6 separate regions of the Mus musculus genome follow, and regions 2, 3, 4, 5 and 6 are each linked to region 1. A link is a contact called in public HiChIP or PLAC-seq and promoter capture Hi-C data. All regions are on one chromosome and are shown on one strand. Each heading gives the region's core, a stretch centred on a gene start, on an enhancer-like site or on the middle of the called end of the contact. The rest is flanking DNA. Distances are from core to core; before and after follow the strand shown. Region 1 holds the start of Snapc2 (small nuclear RNA activating complex, polypeptide 2). Region 2 holds the start of Insr (insulin receptor). Region 3 holds the start of Zfp358 (zinc finger protein 358). Region 4 holds the start of Rps23rg1 (ribosomal protein S23, retrogene 1). Region 5 holds the start of Camsap3 (calmodulin regulated spectrin-associated protein family, member 3). Region 6 holds the start of Trappc5 (trafficking protein particle complex 5).

Region 1 (2,813 bases), core at 114-2,613:
AGGTTATCCTCCCTCCCTAAGAAGCCAGCCTTGGCCATCCCCCACCTTGCCCTCCTGCCTCACCTCTACCGGGGCTGGGAGCGGTGTTCCTTGATGCCTTGGCCCCTCTCTGCCACCTGGCTGCATCTTCTGAATGGCCTCTCGAACCACCCGGCCCTTGAGCTGCTGGATAAAGCGACAGATCTGGGGAGGAAGACAGGCTGTGAGCTCAGAAACAGAGGCAAGACCAAAGTCTACCACCTTGCTGTTCTCAGGCCCTGCTACTGCTCCCTCTCCTGGACTAGTCCAGCGTTGTGCATTCCCAGAACTGCTGGGACTTGAGCCAAGGCCCCAGTGTGTGACCAAGCTACCTAATGAAGATGTAAAAGCTAGGCCTATTCTTGTTCCTTCCTGGAGCCATTGTTTGCTCTTATAATGAGAACTAATCTGTTCACTTCCACTCCACTCCATTTTGTAGATTCTCACTTTGGTTGTACTCAAATTAACTTTTTTTGTTGTTATTGCTGATATTTTTTTTTAAGACAGCATTTGCTGTCCTGGAACTATGTAGGTTGGGCTGGCCTTGAACTCAAAGAGGTCCACCAATGAAAGGATCCCAGGTGCTAGGATTAGAGGTGTATGTCACACACCGGGCTACCAACTCTGCCTTAATCCACGCCCCACCCTCTCTTCCACTCACCTCCACTCCCCTACGCTTAGCACGCCGACGTTTCCCGCCCACACTCTACAGCCTCACAACTCTCCACAGCCTTACCCACAGACTCACTCCACCCAGTCGTAACGCCCCACTCCCAGGCTTTCCCACTCACATACCACCTCTTCATGCTCCACTTGCCATATTCACTCACAGACCCGCAGTCGGGCAGCACGCCATCGCAGCCCCGCCCCCGAACTCCTCCCACCCACTGCGCCGCAGCTTTACCAGAGTTTAGCCTCACTCTAAACCTCACTGTCACCCGCCCCTGATCAGTCAGTATTCCTTGGTCACCTCCATGACCCCCTCCTCAAATTCCACCCACACCCCCGCCCTGAACTCCATCTTGCACGCAAATCCCGCGCGCCGCTGAGATCCGCGACGGTCCACCCACCCGGCCAGCTCCACCTTAGCACGGCCGTCCCGCTCCCCGGCCCCGGCCCCGCCCCCAGCACCAGGGCTTCACCTCGGCCTCGCTGCGGCCTCGCAGCTCCTGGGCCAGCTCCGCGGCGTCTGGCTCCGGCTGGCCCCGCCGAGCCTGAAGTAGTCTCAGTAGATGCCGCATCTCGCGGGGGCTCCAAGCGGTGGGGCCCGTAGCTTCACCTACGTAGCGTGCTGGGACCCTCCGCCGTCTCTGCGGTGGCTTCATAGCGGGACACTGCGGGGCTCTTTCCCTAGTGGGCGGGGCTACGGAGGCTGAGGCGGTCTGCAAGAGCACTTCGCGGAAGTTAGCAGACCGGGGGCGTGGCTCGCGTTTGTCTGCTGCCGGGTGTTGCTACAGAGACTGAGGCGGGCAGAGGGATTAGTGTTTTATCTGCGTTTTATGTCACTCGTGAGCTGCAGCAAAAAACTTTAGACCCTATATTTCCGAACTACGTCATGAAGTCCATACTGTGTGCTTTGCTTTTCATAGAGAAGTGGGCAGATGCCCTCAAAAACGTGGGCTTGCCATTTGTGAGGCAGTGTCGCTCTATGTCATCTTGGCTGGCCTGGATCTCGATATGTAGACCAAGCTGGCCTCAAACTCACAAACTCGTCCTCCTGAATGCTCCGTTTAAAGGCACGCTCCTCCACACTTCTTCACCAACCAATCTTCCTTCACCAACCTTTAATGCTCATTTCTAACACAGACATGGTGGCTCACAACCAACTGCAGTGTACACCCATATGGTTTACATACACATACATAAGGGCAAAAGGCATAAATCGAAACAGATCAACCCAAGCTTGCCACTATTCCCAGCATTTGGGAGGCTGAGACAGGAAGGCCGCTGAGTTTACAGGCTAGCCTGGGCTCCAATGAAAACCTGCCTTGCAAGAAAAATAAGTCTGGGTTATGGGGGCAGACAGCCCTAGACACTTCTGAGGGGATATAGTATTGCCAAGCCTGTTTCCTCGTTGGTGGATTAAACCCGGAAGTTCCTTTATTGCTGTATTAGTCAGGGTTCTCTAGAGTCACAGAATGTCTCTCTATTGAGGGAATTTATTGTGATGACTTACAGTCTGCAGCCTGACTAACCCAACAATGGGCAGCTGTGAATGGAAGTCCAAGAATCTAGAAGTGACTCAGTCCCCACGAGGCTAGTTGTTTCAGCTAGTCTTCTGTAGAAGTAGGCTCCAACAGATGTGCTGGCAATTAAGTGCAAGCAGGTGAAGAAGAGTGAGTCTTCCTTCCTCCAATGTCCTTATGTAGGTCTCCAGCAGAAGGTGTGGCCCAGATTAAAGGTGTGTACCACCAAGCCTGGATCTGGGACCTGCTTTGTCCCCAGCTGACCTTGAACTCAGAGATCCCCTTGCCTTCGTCTCCTGGGATTAAAGGTGTGTACTACCTTACGTGGGCCTTTGCTTTTCATGGCCACTATGCCTCAAGATCTCCATGCTAAAATCCAGGTCAGAAACTTGTGTCTTCCAGCCTCAAGATCTGGATCACAGGTGAGCCCTTTAATTCTGGATTGTAGTTCATTCCAGATATAGTCAAGTTGGCAACCAGGAATAGCCATTACATTTGCTTAACACAAGGATGAGACTCGAGTTTGAGGAGGTTGGTTGAGGGACATGGAAGTAAAGAACAAAGAAGGTCCAACTTGGGAGAGAACGAAGGAGGGAGGAAAGGAAGACT
Region 2 (2,813 bases), core at 115-2,614, 970 kb after region 1:
TATGTTTGTATGTGTGTGTTTATGTGTGTGTGTGGTGTGGTGTGCTAGGCCAAAGGTTGACCTTAAGTGTCTTTCTCTATTGCTTGCCACTTTACTTTTATTTTTACCTTTTTTTTTACAGATATTGTCAAACCCATTGCACAGACCAGCAGCCACAGTCCGGGTCTGAGTGAACATGTGAAGCAAAGGATAGAGGACTCTGTACTGCACATATTCCTAAGGCACCGACAGGGTTAGCGCCTCATGATGTGGTTGAGCAGGGCTGCTAGTGAATGGCTTTCTTAGACATACAGCCACCTACTGGTATGTGTGTTGAAAATGGAGTTATGTCTGCTCTGATCCTATATGAAGTTTCTAACGTGTTTCTAGAAGCCTTGTTATGTTCTTCTAGAGTCATTTCCTTATTGATTTCTGCTGGAATTCAGTGCTGGGTGGAGGGGGCGCAGGCCAGGGAATACAGGCTGCCTGCATTGTGGACACGTGGCTGTGGCCTGGAAGCTGGTGCCTCCAAGCTGCTGGGCGGGAGCTCACTGGGGAGGGAACTTGTTGGGCGCCTACTAGCTCCTCGAGAGAGCCAGGGTTGGGAGAATCTCGTAAGACATTGGTAGCATAGGCTGTAAAGAAAAACAGAATCAAAGGTAAAGAATTAAAGTGAATTCCCCACGGGAGTCAAAAAAATAGTAAAAAGGAGTAAAGAAAGACAAAATGTGCTTGGTTGAATCTGGCATCTAGGGGCATATTGGGGTGTTTATGTCCTGGGGTATCTGGCGGCATTTCCAGACTTTAAAATTGTTATTTCGGGGTAATTTGGGGTGTCTAGATCTGGCGGAGATCTAGAGTGTGCTCCAGACCTTTAAATTGGAACCTCGGTGTTACTTGTGTTTGCTGCAGTCAGGAGGGGACCTGGGGGCGTCCCTAGGCTTTTAAACTGGAACCTCAGGCCTGTTTAGTGGTTTTCGAGTCAGGCGGGGATCTGGGGACCCCTAGGTTTTAAAATCGGAACTTTGGGACTCTTTGGGGGCGTTCGTGTCAGGTGCGGATATGGGCAGCTCCGGACGTTTGACAGGTGAGTCTTAGAGTTGTTTGGGTGTTTATGTTACACTGGTATCTGAGAACGCTTACAAGCTTTTAAATCGTAATCTTTCTAAGCCAGCAGTTCGGGGTGTTGGGATTGGAAGAATCTGAAGTGAGCCTCGGGTCTCTGAAGTTGCGGGTTTTACGGGGCAAGGGGGCAAAGGGGCCGAGGAGGCGAGGAGGCGAGGAGGCGTGGCGTTGCCAGCTCTGGCCACGCCTCCCCGAGCTCTGCTGGCTTTCTCCCCCTCCCCCCCCAGCGGGCCTCACTGGAGCGCACAGTCCCTTCCCTGTCTTAATCCGCGCCACCTTTTCCCTTGGCCCGCGCGGGCCCAGCTGACGGGCTGCGTTGTTTACGGGCTGGAGTCGAGCCCTAGCTCCCGCCGCCACCACCAGCCCAGGTGCCCTCCAGTGCGCGCGTCCCTCTGTCTCAGACTCCACACAACGCGACCCACCCAGAGCTGCACGGAGGGCAGAAGCAGGAGACCCGGACAGGAGACGCACCGCGGTGAGCTCTGGACTCTGGGATTGCGGGCACGGGACCGGGCCTGGGTGACCTGCGGGCCGCGCCACGGTGTTGCTTGCGGCCGAGGCCTCTGTGCTCTTCCCGGGACTGTCCCCAGGGCCCTCTAGGCTGGAGAGCTGCGGCCTGTGAGCCACGGGCGTGGAAGAGAAGGACGTGCGGCCCCGAGCGCCTCTCCAGAGACCTTCTCACGGAGTATGTCCCCAGTAGGCCGGCGTGGCGTGCTCTGATCGCCGGGGTCCCAGCACTCCTACTGCTATGGGCTTCGGGAGAGGATGTGAGACGACGGCTGTGCCATTGCTGGTGGCCGTGGCCGCGTTGCTGGTGGGCACAGCCGGCCACCTGTACCCTGGAGAGGGTAAGTCTGGGACAAGAGGCGATCACAGTATGTCGGGGACACTTCTCCCACCGCCCCAGCCAATCTAGAACCCTCACCCTAAGGAGTGAGGGTCGGGGACACCCCTCTCCACCGCCACAGCCAACCTAGAGAATTCTCCCTTTGGGCTGAGTAATGGGGACAACCCTTCCCATTGCTCCATACAACTTAGAGCCCCCCAGGCCCCACCAAGGAGTCAGGGTTACAGACACCCATTTCACCACTCCAGCAATATAGTCCTTTCACGAGAGTTGTGGACATTTCTCGTTCTTCTTCCATCAACCTAGAGCCCCCTCTCCACGGACTGAAGGTTGAAGACTCCCGTAGCGTCCTTGTGTCTATGAAGAGTCCCCTCCCTATAGTGATCATCTTTACACTGGGGAAGGGGAAGAGTGGGTTTGGTGGCCCTGGCCCTGCGTGAAACCCCGGCTGACCTTGGCCTTTGCTCACTGGGCTTGTGGCTCTGTACCCCGCGTGTGTCCATCTCGGGTCTGAGGAACCTTGCCCCAGTGCCCGCCCAGGCTTCGGGTGTCTGTCCCCAGTGCACCTCTCAACTGTGTCTGTTCTTTTCTCTAACCCCAAATCTGTCCTCTGAGGCTCTTTGAGGTTGCTTTAAGTAAGTATGGTTACTGGGTTGCAACAGATTCAGACATCTGAGCAGTTTAAACCCAAAGCCAGGGGTATCCTCTTCGACGGAGGACACTTGTTGGAGAATCGACCCCTTGTGGCTGCTATGTTTATAATTCTCTACTTCCAGATGTCTAGAGGCAAAGTCTGCATACCTTTGGCCCCACAGCAATCATAGTAACAGTAGGGGTAGTTTTCAGGATGGTTATAATTAGA
Region 3 (2,813 bases), core at 222-2,721, 760 kb after region 1:
CCAGAGGACAGGGAGTGGAAACCTGAGCTAGCAGTGGTGGCACACATCTGTTATCCCAGCATCTTTTGAGGATGAGGCTGGCAGATCTGATCAGCCTGGGCTACAAAATAATAACGTTTTTCAAAACTAAGGAGGGGTGCATACATGGCCCCCTTCTGGGGAAAGGGGCAGAAGGATCACTAAGAACTCCACAGCCAGAGGGTGGAGAGAGCAGTTAATATAGCAATTTTCCAATTGGCTTATAAGATTGTGGATTTTAACCCCTTGGTGAAGAGCCGGTGATAACTATAGCTTGGGGGGGGGCCTCTGGGGGGTTACAGAGAGAACTGGGGGGTGGGGCACAGAGGGCTGAGGAGGAATGTCTTCAAGGGAAGGGAGTTCCTGAACCACACACTCCTTGATTAGGGTATGAAGACTGTTTTAGGGAAAGAGGCAGATGTGGAGAAAGAGTAACACCTCTCTACCTTGGGGCTAAGTGAACTCTTTGTTGGGCTGGGCTCCAGGGGACTAGGGAGACCTACCTGACCCCAACCTCACAGTCAGGAGATAGTACACAGAGGGGCGCTGAGTTTCCCCCAACAGTTTCTCTACCTAGGCCCAACTGCTGGAGATTAGTGGGCAGTACCCCGGGGTCTCCGCCCAGATTTCTGGAGACAAGGTATTTTTAGATTGCCTTCGAAGGAAGCAGCCTCATGAACTCCCATCTTGAATGGAAACTCACATCTGTCTCGTAGATGTGCAGAGGGCAGGTGCACCCCGATCATCTCTTGGGAAAATGAGCTTCCAGAGCTCTACATCCTAAGACTGAATGTGGAAGATAACAATAACTGGGATTTTTCTTGGGATTCTTGAGGTAACACGACACCTCCCTTCTGAACACACACACACTATGGAGTATAAAGTCCCACATAGGAAGAACAATGCCCCAAGCTTCTCTTGGTTTCCAGAAAAAAAGAACCCCCTTCTGAAACAAGGAGGTGTTCTGTTCTGTGGGTTCCGAGCTAGCGGGCGCCTCCACCCATCCGGATCTCAGATTCACTGTAGATTAGGGGGTGGTCCCGCCGTTGGCCGGATAAACGTACTAGGCCTGAGCTCCTCCGGACCCCCTTCCCACCGCGTCCGCCACCTTGACCCCCCAAGTAGAGCGCTGGCACCATGTACTCTGCAAGGGGTGCGTAGAGATAGCCTGGGGCCGCGCCCCGCACCCTGCTCTTAGTGTTGAGGGGTCTCCTCCCAACCACCTCCCCCTTTTGTCCAGCCTTCCCCAATCCAGCCCGATCCGCTTTCGGGGTCACTCACCCGATGCCCCTCGCCCCTGCCCGGCCTGGCTGCACTCGCGCTGGCCAGCCGGTGTCTCCCCGCCCCAGGCTTGCAGGAAACCCCACCGATCGCCAGACCCGCTGGCGGCCCCCTCGGCCCAGCGGCCCCGCCAGGCACTCCCGGGGAGCGAGAGGGGCCGGCCGAGGGCCGCTGCGGGAGCTGCTGGGACTTGTAGTTCGCTCGAGCCCTCCGCGGCCGGCGCCATCGCTGCCCCCGCGCCGCCCCACCCCACCCCCCCGCCCCCGGGCCAAGCCTTTGTCCCGACCAGGGCCACCCGAGCTGGCGCGCGTCCAGTCTTTGTTTGCGCCCTACCAACCCGCGCCACCCTAACCCTCCATGCACCCATGTGACTTTTCGGGCCCCTTCTCCGACCCCCGATCTTGACTCTCCATCTGTATCTCTGTCTCCATCTGTCCATCTTTCTTCCATTCTGTCCCCTCCTCTCCATCTCTTTCATTATCTTCTTTAAAAAATGGATTCAGTGCCTATGCATGCCGTGTTGCGCATGGGGAAATCAGTAGATAAGTTCCAGGAGTCCGTTCTCTCCTTATTCCATCCCAGGGATAGAACCAGGGTCTGCAGGCTTGGCCGTGCACTTTTACATGCTGAACTATCTCTCCAGTCCTCCTTTTTTCCCCATTCTCCTTCTCTACCGTAATTTATTTTTTCCTCTTTTAATTTCTTTGCCTCTGGCCCAGTCATTTTCTCTGCCTCTGCCTTTTGTCTCTGCCTACCTTTGTCTTGCCTTCTTTTTCATTTCTCTATCTTGTTTCAAACACCAGCTATCATGATACTCAAATTATATAAGCAAGAGGCCGGGGGAGGGTGTGCTTTGAGAAGGCCTGCAATTTAAATATGCACTTGTCTTTTCTTCATCTAGTATTATCTCAGAAAGTTTAGGGCTGTCAAAATGGCTCAGTGGGTGATGGTTTGTGGTAAGACAGGTGGTTAGAGAGGTGACCCAGTCGGTAAACTGCTTGTTGCAGAAGCTGAAGACCTGGCTTGAGATCTCTGTCACCTATGTGGAAGGACAGATTCAGTGGTGGGTATCTAGAATCCTAGCTTTGAGGTGGCTGAGGCAAGAAGACCCAAGGGCTCACTGGCCAGCCAGTCTAGCTGAATCAGTGAGCTCCCAGGGTCATTGTGAGACTGTGTCTCAAAAAGTAAGGTTGGAGGGACAACCAAGTGGCTTAGTGGGTAAAGGTGCTTGGTGAAAGGCCAAGGACCCGAGTCTGATTCCTTAGGACCAACATGGGTGGAAAGATCAAACTATTTTCTAACCTCCACATGGAAGATATACACACACCACTACATAAATAAATGCAATTTTAAAAAATTAAAATAAGGTGGGACCCATTGAGGAAGACACCTGAAGTCAATCTCTCTAGTCCACATATATGTGTAAGTACAAGTTCTCCCCCTCCCCTGTCTCTATCACACAAGTGCACACACACAGAGTTTTTGTTGATAGTAGAATCTTTCACTAATTTTAG
Region 4 (2,813 bases), core at 129-2,628, 690 kb after region 1:
GCTCCTGAAGAACTATACCCAAGATAGATCTCTATACTACACACACACACACACACACACACACACACCTACACACATGCACACACACACCTACACATATGCACAGACACACCACACATACACACAGACATACCTACACACACAGACACACATGCACACACACACATACACACAGACACACATGCACAGACACACATACACACATACACACATGCACAGACACACACACAAACAAACCTACACACACACATACACATATGCACACACACACATACACACATGCACAGACACACACACAAACAAACCTACACAGACACAGACACACAAACACACATGTACACACACAGACACACATGCCCACATACACACCTACACATATGCACAGACACACATACAGACACACCTACACACACACTCTCACACACACACATCTACACACATGCACATACACACACCTACACACATACACACCTACACACATGCACGCACACACACACACACACACACACACACAGGTTCTTCAAATATAACACCCCGTTGCACTCAGGTAAATAAAGCTGATCATACAAAATCAATACTTACAAACATGAACAAACACGAAGCAGAAACAGTATGTGATCCTCCCAGTCTATCTGCCTCTCTGAGTGCTCACACCTGCGGAGAGTGTCACCCCACTCCAACACAACCACTCAGGACCCACCACTTGTTTGAGCCATAGAAAAAAGCCACAAGAACAGAGGATTGGAAAAAATTTGCATACTGAAGTAAGATATTAAAAGTGTGGAAAGCAACGGAGGCTGCAGGGGGCTTTAAAAAAATCCTCCACCCCACCCCAACGACTGCTTGCTCTGAGGTAGATTGCAGGGATCCGTATGGTGGGAGGGGAGAACCGATTTCTGCAAGTTCTCCTCTGAACTCTACACGCACATATAGACACACACAAAGTAAATAAACAAATATATACTAAAATAATATATATACAAAGCTGCGTTCTTTAACTTCTTCCTTCCTTCCTTCCTTCCTTCCTTCCTTCCTTCCTTCTTTCCTTTCCCCCCTCCCTCTCTTCTCTCTTCCTTTCTTTCTTTCTTTTTCTTTCTGAGGCAGGGTCTCATTTTGTAGACCTGGCTGTCCTGAAACTTGCTGGCCTATATAAACCAGGCTGGCCTTGAATACACAGAGTTCTACGCGCCTCTGCCTTCAAAGTCCTAGTAATACAGTCTAGGGTTCTTTATCCGGTTCGTTTTCTCTGCCAATTCACTAACTAAAAGGCAGGACAAACCTCAAGCACGACAGGTGGCAGTGGAGAAATCTCCAGTCTGCTGACAGCAGCAGAGAGAATCGGCAGTTGAGGACAGGCATTTATCTGGGGTGAGAGAAAGACTCTCTGCAAAGCAGAGAGGTTGACAATGAAGGCTGGGGGTTTAAAGTCTGAGTTTTCTTCCCTACTTTACGGTTGGTCAGTTTGAAGAAAGACAGAGTAGCTGATTGGCTCAGAACTGTTGTGTGACCGTCCTGAGCAGACCTCGGACACCTGACCCAGACCAGCAGCAGAGTCCTGCTGGCAGGAGACAAAAGCATGTAAGGCATTTGTTTTAAGCCTCCAGGCTTTTGTCTCAGCTCAGCAGGGCGAGGAAGAAGCTACCATCCTCGGAGCTTGCTATCTTTGTTACCTAGCTCTGGCCGATCTCCCTCTTGGTCTGCTTATCTGGGAGTCAGTCTAATGGATAATCTTTCACTAGGATTAAAAGTTGTGCAAATCACATGGCGCCCCACCTCCCCTTTTAAGTCAAAGAAAGAGTTACTTATTTATTTTGTTTTTTCAAGACAGGGTTTCTATGTGTAACAACCCTGGCTGTCCTGGAACTGGCTTTAAAGACCAGACTGGCCTCAAACTCACAGAGATCCACCTGCTTCCACCTCACGAATGATGGGATTAAAGAGTGTGCTACCATGCCCAGCAAGTTTTTATCTTGCACGTTTTTAATGTGTGAGAGCAGGTGTGTAGTCTCTCTGTGTGTAGGTCAGAGGATAATTTGTGGAGTCCATTCTACCTTTATGAGGTTTCTAGGGACCTGAACTCAGGTTGGCAAGTGCTTTACCCACTGAGCCATACCCCCAGTCCTATTTGGGGGGTTGGGGGACATGTAAGCCAGGCTGGCCTCAAACACACTAAAAGTGGCCTTCAGCTTCTGCTTTCCACCGCGTGAGTGCTCTGGTTACAGCCATGTCACCAGGTTTGGTTTGCTGTTTGATTGAGGTGGGGCAATGTGCTTGGGTTGGAACCCAGAGCCTCGAACATCCTGAATTTGTTCTGTGCTTCCAGTAGCCCTCCCAGCTGTCCTGTCTAATAATTTCCAACTGTGCCATGAAACAGGACCTTCCACCCACTGCCAGGGGTGTTAAACTTTTCCGCCTTTTACCAGAGCAACTTAGCCAAGTGTATCAAGCACTACAATGAAGCCAGTCAGCTATGAGCCTCTGTTGTCAAGTCTAGTGTTTGTTTTTCCTAAGAACAGGAACAGGGGAAATGGAAGAATGTTCTTACTCGTTTATTGCAATAACACATTGGAGATAATAGGAAGAAATGATTGAGGGCTTAGGGCTGTGGTTAAGTTGGTAGAGCACTTGGCCTGCAAAAAGCCTTGGGTTCCATCCCAAGTATTGACTAAAGCAGGCATGGTGCTATGATCCCAGGAGGAAGAAGCTAGAGATTCACAAGTCCAAGATCATCCTGGGCCAAATGAGACTCAAAGAGAGGTCACTCACTGCACAAGCCTGATATCTGAGTTGAATCCTCACAGCATAGTGAAAGG
Region 5 (2,813 bases), core at 122-2,621, 670 kb after region 1:
CTTCCCAGGTCTGATAATCCACCTTCCTCATTTGCCCAGTAGGAATGGCCCTAGTCCTTCAGGCCTGTGGGCATGCGGAAGGGAGGAGAAAAGGGGTGGCTTCAATAAGAGAAGGCCTGGCCGCCCGAGCTGCCACCCTAGAACAGCTGGTGAATGAGCCATTTATGCCTACCTGAATCCTCAGGAAAATGTGGCAATAAGTCACAACTGCCAGCCTTTACGGGGCCATCGAGACGAAAGAGTGGTCCCAGACACACCACACACACACACACACACACACACACACACACACACACACACGCTGGCCACCGGCAAGGCAGGGTTTGTGTCCCAGTCACTGAGCTGTAGCTCTGATCTCTTAAAACGCTCCTTGCGGGGTCCAAGCCACCGCGTACACGTTGTGAGGGTAGATAGGGAAGGTGGGGGTAGGAGGAACCATCACAGGCTTCTGATGTGTGTGAAAGGGGAGTTGGCCATGCAGTTAGGCCCTGGGGTCTGAGGAGTGGGGTGGGAGGCGGGAAGCAGAGGACTACCAGGAGACCCTTCCCCCACCACACACAAAATTGGTCTGCAGACCCCACCCCTGCTCACCTGGGGGCTCTGATCCCGGGGTCCCAAGGCGCACAGCCTCTTGGCGGGCCCCACCCCCGACTGCGTTCCAGCGACCCGGGCGGGCAAAGTCCAAGGGCCCCGTCCGAGCAGGAAGCTTGGAGGCCCAGCTTAGCAAAGACCAAAAGCTCGGGGACCCTAGGCAGCCCCGAAGCTATTGTTCCCACGGCCCCGGCTTGGCGCCCCGCCCCCCGCACCTGCCGCGCCCCAGCCTGGCTCCCCCGGTCCCCTCCCCAAAGGCCCTCGGGTTACCTGCTCCCCCGAATGCGGCCCGCAGCACCCACGCCAGACTCGCCGCCGCCTTGGCTCGAGAGAAATCGTACTGGTCCAAAGACTTGATCTCGGGGACCAGGAAAGTCCTCCGCAGTGGCCCGGACCCTGCGGGCGCCGCTTCCACCATGGCGACGCCGGGGTTACGGCCGCCCGGGTCCGCGCGCTCTGATGGGCTGGGCTGCGTGCGCTGCGCTGCGCTGCGCTGCTGCCGAGCCTCCGCCACCCCGAATCGGGTTGCCGCCGCGGCTGCTGCTGTTACTAATAAAGCTGCTGAGGCGCCGCTGAACCAGGTGCGGTCGAGCGCGCTGGCGACGCGGCGTCGACCCCGCCCCAAGGCGGAACCCAGGTGCGCCCCGCCCCCAGATTGGACTCAGTTCTCTCTGGCTCCTGGGTCCACATGGGTCCCCACTGACATTAAAGCTTCCATAGGTCCTCCTGCTGCAAAGGGCGGCAGTGATGGCGGATGAGGGAAGGGCTGCAGAAGAACGCATGTCCCTGTATGCGTTCTCGTGTGTGTGTGTGTGTGTGTGTGTGTGTGTGTGTGTGTGTGTGCGCGCGCGCGCGTGTGTTCCTGCTCACTCCCGGACCCTGGAGAGGCTTAGGGACCCTTTGTCATGGATGTCCATGTAGGCTTTTGATCCCACACATATGCAGGTGGAGTTCACATATGCATATGGAGTTTGTGGCTATTACTATACAGTAAGTTCTAGGCCAACCAGGGCTACACAGCAAGACTCTGTCCTAGTTTAAAAAGAAAATGAATGTGTTTGTATCCACTTGCTTGAGAGTACCTGTGAACATCTCTGTCTATAGGTATCTAGATTTGTGATGTCATCTGTTTGTGAAGGTGACTGTTTCAAACCTGTTGTGGTACAATGGTTTGTATTAAGTGGCTAGGGTTGTGCCCTAGTTGACAGAGTCCTTATCTGGTATGTACAAAACCTTCTCCTCCATCCCAAGCACCAAATAAGCTAGGGATGGTGGTAGGTACATGCCTAGAATCATGGCACTTGGGAAGTGGGAAGAAGAGAATTTTTGTAAGTTCAAGGTGATCCTGGGATACATGAGATAAATAAGTAAAATCAAAGAATTGTGTTGTACAACCTTCTGTGTTCTAAGATTGGAAATGAAGGAAGAGAAAGAGCGGGGGGAGAAAGAATGATGTGAGTCTAAACACATCTATCATATAAGGGTGTAATTGTTGACTCTGTCAGGGCAGGAAGATGGCAGAGATACCAAGTGGGTGTATTTAGGCAGGAGAAAAGCTGTGTATGTGAGATTAGCTCTGTAGGGTTACTAGGTGGATTGCAAATGTCCTGATGTGTACCTTTGATATCTGCAGTATTTGTTGAAGAAAGCCTCTGACTAGATGTAGGTAAGGGTCTGAGAGGATCTGTGTGTTTGCGGGTGTGGTTGTGTGCATGGGGCTTTCTGTGTGTGACTAATGATGTGTAGGTGCATACTTTTTTTTTTTTTTTTTGGTATAAACAGTCTTTTGTGTGTGTGTGTGTTTTCAGGTTCAGCATTCCCAGCTCCATAATACAAATCTATTTATCTACAGAACTGGGTTGGAACACTCACTGTTTGGGGGCCTGTGTTACAGGTGGCTTGAGTGAGGTGAGGCAGAACCTAAGGGACTCCCCTCTGTTGACTAGATGGATCTTAGAAAAAGGCTGGCAGCTATGATTTTATTTTTTTTATTATTTATTTATTTATTTTGGTTTTTCCAGACAGGGTTTCCCTGTGTAACCCTGACTGTCCTGGAATTGACTCTGTAGATCAGGCTGGCCTCAAACTCAGAAATCTACTTGCCTCTGCCTCCCAAATGCTGGGATTAAAGGCATGTGGCACCACTGCCCGGCCCTTGGCAGCTACAAAAACTGCCACATTTTCCTGAGGATTCAGGTGGATATAAATGGTTCACTCACTAG
Region 6 (2,813 bases), core at 189-2,688, 580 kb after region 1:
AATAAATTTTTTAAATGTAAATAAATAAATCTAAAAAAAATTTTAATGTAATTTTTAAGAAGCTGGCATGTGGCAGGGGAATGGTTAAAACTTAAGGTGCCACACATGATGAATGCACACCTTTAATCCCAGCACTCAGGAAGCAGAGGCATCTCTGTGAGACTGAGGACAGCCAGAGCTGTTACACAGAGAAACTGTCTCAAAAAAATTTAATTAGTCAATCAATCAATCAAAAAGGTGGAATACAGAGAGGCCACAAAACTGGAGGAGCACACCTGCAGCCCCAGCACTCCAGAGACTGAGGCAGTAAGATGGCAGAAAGTGGCCAGCCCGGGTGAGTTCCAGGACTGCCTAGAGCACAGTGAGACCCTGTGCAATGGTTCGTCTTCACGACCTAGATTTAGAATCACCATGAAAACACGTCTCTGGATTTCCAGAGGGAAGACCCAGTATGAATACAGGCATCACCACCCTAAGGTAAAAAGAAGGAAGTGATCTTGGCGCCAGCATTCGACTGTGGATGCAATGCCAGCGGCCTCATGCTCCTGAAACCATGTGTCAATAGCCGAATAAACAGACCTTTCCTTCTTCTGGTTGCTTTTGTCGGGTATATATGACCACAACAAGAAGGAGAAAAGCACTAATACACTCTGTCTTTAAAGCGGGGGCGGGACATTGGTGAATGGAGAGGGGACAAAGGACAGTCAATTATGTTTTCCCTAGCCGGCATGTGCTCCAGCTCTGACTACCCTAGAGACCTTCCTGCCCAACCCCTCCAGGAAAGCTAGAAAAGTATGTGACAGTAAGGGACACCGGTGAGCCAAGGCCAAGCCAGGAGGGGGTGCAAAAAATTCCCAACCCTGTAACATGAGGTTGGGGAGCGGCGGAAGTGTCTATTTGTCATGAAGGAAGCCGTTTCCACGGTGACCCTTAACTCTAAAAGAGATCCCGTCGGAACTCATACTCCCACAAAGTCTCTAGAAAACTGCACGGATGATGGGGACACTAGTGGAGGAGGCAGGAGGAAGCGGTGAGAGCCTCTGGGCCTCCCGTGCCGGCAGCCGGGAGTCACAACAGTGAATGGAGACCACCAGGTGAAGCCTTCATGGCTTCTGGAGAATGGATTGGAGCCGACAACCCTCCCCTACAAAGCATGTCCCACGGGCCAGGTCTTGGGAGATTAGGATGGACCGTCCGGCTCCCCAGCTGGGGAAAGGAACCGTGCAGAATGCTCGACTGGGCTGCTCTAGGACGCCCGGCCGGGACCGCGGAACCCGCATCACCCCCAGGGGAAACCCAAAGCAGACTGACCCGGGAACGCTGCTCCGGACGCACAGAAAAAAAGACGAGGCCCGAGCGCGCCGGAGAAGGTTCTCGGGCGGGGAAAGGTCTCAACCGGAACTGTGCTGCGGGCGGGTCAGCGGAACTCCTTGATGGCGTCGTAAAAGGCCTGTGAGTGCGCAGGCGTGCGCGGGCTAGCTCGTTTGCGCACGGAGGGCGGGGCAATGCGGTGACCGAGAGGGGCCGCAAGGGGGCGCCCGTGTCCAAGCCCCGCGGCGCAGAACGCTGGTGGGCACTGGGCTATGAGATCTTGCTATAAAAGCTGGCTTTTGAGCAAGAGTGTAGTATGCAAAGTATTCTATCCCAGGAGCACGTGCATGCCCTCGGGCACGTATCTTCTTAAGTATGTAAGTACGTGAACTGTAGACGTGATGTATTTACACGCAATTTCCCCTGACACGTGATTTTTTTTTTACCAGTGGGTGAAGGAGAACGCTTGATCTGGGGGTGTTTTTCCATCTTTCACAGATGGTGTAGCTGCAGTGTTTTAGAAGTAGTAGTAGTTTTACCTGCGGAGGCGTCTGACCATCCTTATCCTCCCTTTGTGTGTCAGTGTGTCTCATGTGCCCAACACTCCTGTGTGCAGAGACCAGAGGTTGACACTGAGTCTATCTCTATTGCTCTGGAACTTATTTTAAGACAGGGTCTAACTACTGGACCTGGGGTAACCATTTCTGCTAGCTGTCAAGCATCTCAGAAAATCCTTCTGTCTGCCCCACAAACACCTCACTGGCTGGCAGTTCTGGGGTTACAGGTGTGACCAACACACCCAGCAATTTTTTTTTTTTAATGTAGGTACTCAGGATCAAACTCAGATCTTTACAATTGTACTTTATCTATTAAGACACCTCCCCAGCCCCTTAATTTTTTGTGCTGTATATTGGTTGGTTGGTGGTTGTTTGAAACAGTCTTGCTATGTAGACCAAGATGACAACAAAATTAAGGTGATATATGTGCCCAGAGCTTCCCGTGTTTAGCTGATCTTTTTAAGAGGAAACACAAGCGGCAGAAAGAATGTAGGTCATTTTCTCCTGGAGTCTATTCATATCTCCAACCTGCATAAGTCAGGTGCAGGTTTAATTATGTCTTTTACAATGCTGCAGATGAAACCCAGGGCCTCACAATGGCTAGGCAAGTGCTTTACAGATGAACCATGCCACTGCCCCATATGCTTAATTTAAAAATTCATAGCATTGACTGAGACAGATGCAGATACTTACACCCAACCATTGGACTGAAGTCGGGGACCCCTATGTTTGAATTAGGGGAAGGATTGAAGAAGCTGAAGGGGAGAGCATGACCCCACAGGAAGACATTCTTACTCTCTCTGACTCTCTTCCCTCCCTGACCCCTTTCTCCCTCTCTCCTCATCCCCCTCCCCCTCTCTCCACAGGTTCCTGGCTGGCCTCTCCTCTTCTCTCCGCCTCTCTCTCTCTCTCTCTCTCTCTCTCTCTCTCTCTCTCTCTCTCCTC

What was found. Promoter capture Hi-C pulls out the DNA fragments that hold promoters and counts their contacts. HiChIP or PLAC-seq counts read pairs in DNA pulled down with a chosen protein or histone mark.
Region 2: a contact with region 1 is called in a promoter capture Hi-C map of pre-B cells, with 2.6 times the contacts expected there. The contact joins the promoter of Insr here to the promoter of Snapc2 in region 1. A contact is called at or near these places in 2 of 39 promoter capture datasets (cranial neural crest and pre-B cells), 4 of 115 datasets of contacts at active chromatin or transcription factors (astrocytes, bone marrow-derived macrophages, double positive thymocytes and 1 more) and 1 of 9 other capture datasets (adipose tissue).
Region 3: an H3K4me3 HiChIP or PLAC-seq map of bone marrow-derived macrophages shows a contact between it and region 1, with 4 times the contacts expected there. The contact joins the promoter of Zfp358 here to the promoter of Snapc2 in region 1. A contact is called at or near these places in 12 of 39 promoter capture datasets (the C10 cell line, the HPC-7 cell line, cranial neural crest and 9 more), 1 of 15 datasets of contacts at CTCF or cohesin (large pre-B cells), 3 of 484 Hi-C or Micro-C datasets (embryonic stem cells and muscle stem cells), 14 of 115 datasets of contacts at active chromatin or transcription factors (bone marrow-derived macrophages, embryonic forebrain, embryonic midbrain and 6 more) and 4 of 9 other capture datasets (adipose tissue, embryonic stem cells, liver and 1 more).
Region 4: a contact with region 1 is called in an H3K27ac HiChIP or PLAC-seq map of embryonic stem cells, with 7 times the contacts expected there. The contact joins the promoter of Rps23rg1 here to the promoter of Snapc2 in region 1. A contact is called at or near these places in 8 of 39 promoter capture datasets (the HPC-7 cell line, cranial neural crest, embryonic stem cells and 2 more), 7 of 115 datasets of contacts at active chromatin or transcription factors (embryonic stem cells, extraembryonic endoderm stem cells and stem cell-derived neural progenitor cells) and 1 of 9 other capture datasets (embryonic stem cells).
Region 5: a promoter capture Hi-C map of hematopoietic stem and progenitor cells shows a contact between it and region 1. The contact joins the promoter of Camsap3 here to the promoter of Snapc2 in region 1. A contact is called at or near these places in 10 of 39 promoter capture datasets (the HPC-7 cell line, cranial neural crest, embryonic stem cells and 3 more), 8 of 115 datasets of contacts at active chromatin or transcription factors (embryonic stem cells, extraembryonic endoderm stem cells, fetal liver and 1 more) and 1 of 9 other capture datasets (embryonic stem cells).
Region 6: a contact with region 1 is called in an H3K27ac HiChIP or PLAC-seq map of extraembryonic endoderm stem cells, with 4 times the contacts expected there. The contact joins the promoter of Trappc5 here to the promoter of Snapc2 in region 1. A contact is called at or near these places in 15 of 39 promoter capture datasets (the 3T3-L1 cell line, the C10 cell line, the HPC-7 cell line and 8 more), 1 of 15 datasets of contacts at CTCF or cohesin (embryonic stem cells), 17 of 484 Hi-C or Micro-C datasets (CD4 T cells, CD8 T cells, cerebellum and 7 more), 14 of 115 datasets of contacts at active chromatin or transcription factors (astrocytes, bone marrow-derived macrophages, embryonic forebrain and 7 more) and 4 of 9 other capture datasets (adipose tissue, liver, macrophages and 1 more).

Annotation. Positions count from the first base shown.
Region 1 is chr8:4,251,652-4,254,464 of GRCm38.p6, reverse strand. Snapc2 (small nuclear RNA activating complex, polypeptide 2) reads right to left here and starts at 1,363. Exons shown (of 5, transcript NM_133968.1): 1 at 1,161-1,363; 2 at 64-183. The coding sequence starts at 1,343.
Region 2 is chr8:3,278,168-3,280,980 of GRCm38.p6, reverse strand. It overlaps Insr (insulin receptor), which reads left to right and starts at 1,364. Exons shown (of 21, transcript NM_010568.3): 1 at 1,364-1,952. The coding sequence starts at 1,853.
Region 3 is chr8:3,491,796-3,494,608 of GRCm38.p6, reverse strand. It overlaps Zfp358 (zinc finger protein 358), which reads right to left and starts at 1,471. Exons shown (of 2, transcript NM_080461.2): 1 at 1,300-1,471.
Region 4 is chr8:3,566,563-3,569,375 of GRCm38.p6, reverse strand. It overlaps Rps23rg1 (ribosomal protein S23, retrogene 1), which reads right to left and starts at 1,378. Exons shown (of 6, transcript NM_001024728.2): 1 at 1,280-1,378.
Region 5 is chr8:3,586,008-3,588,820 of GRCm38.p6, reverse strand. Camsap3 (calmodulin regulated spectrin-associated protein family, member 3) reads right to left here and starts at 1,371. Exons shown (of 17, transcript NM_027171.3): 1 at 862-1,371. The coding sequence starts at 1,009.
Region 6 is chr8:3,675,102-3,677,914 of GRCm38.p6, reverse strand. Trappc5 (trafficking protein particle complex 5) reads right to left here and starts at 1,438. Exons shown (of 2, transcript NM_025701.4): 1 at 1,312-1,438. It overlaps Gm45231 (a long non-coding RNA gene), which reads left to right and starts at 1,516. Exons shown (of 2, transcript XR_870093.2): 1 at 1,516-1,688.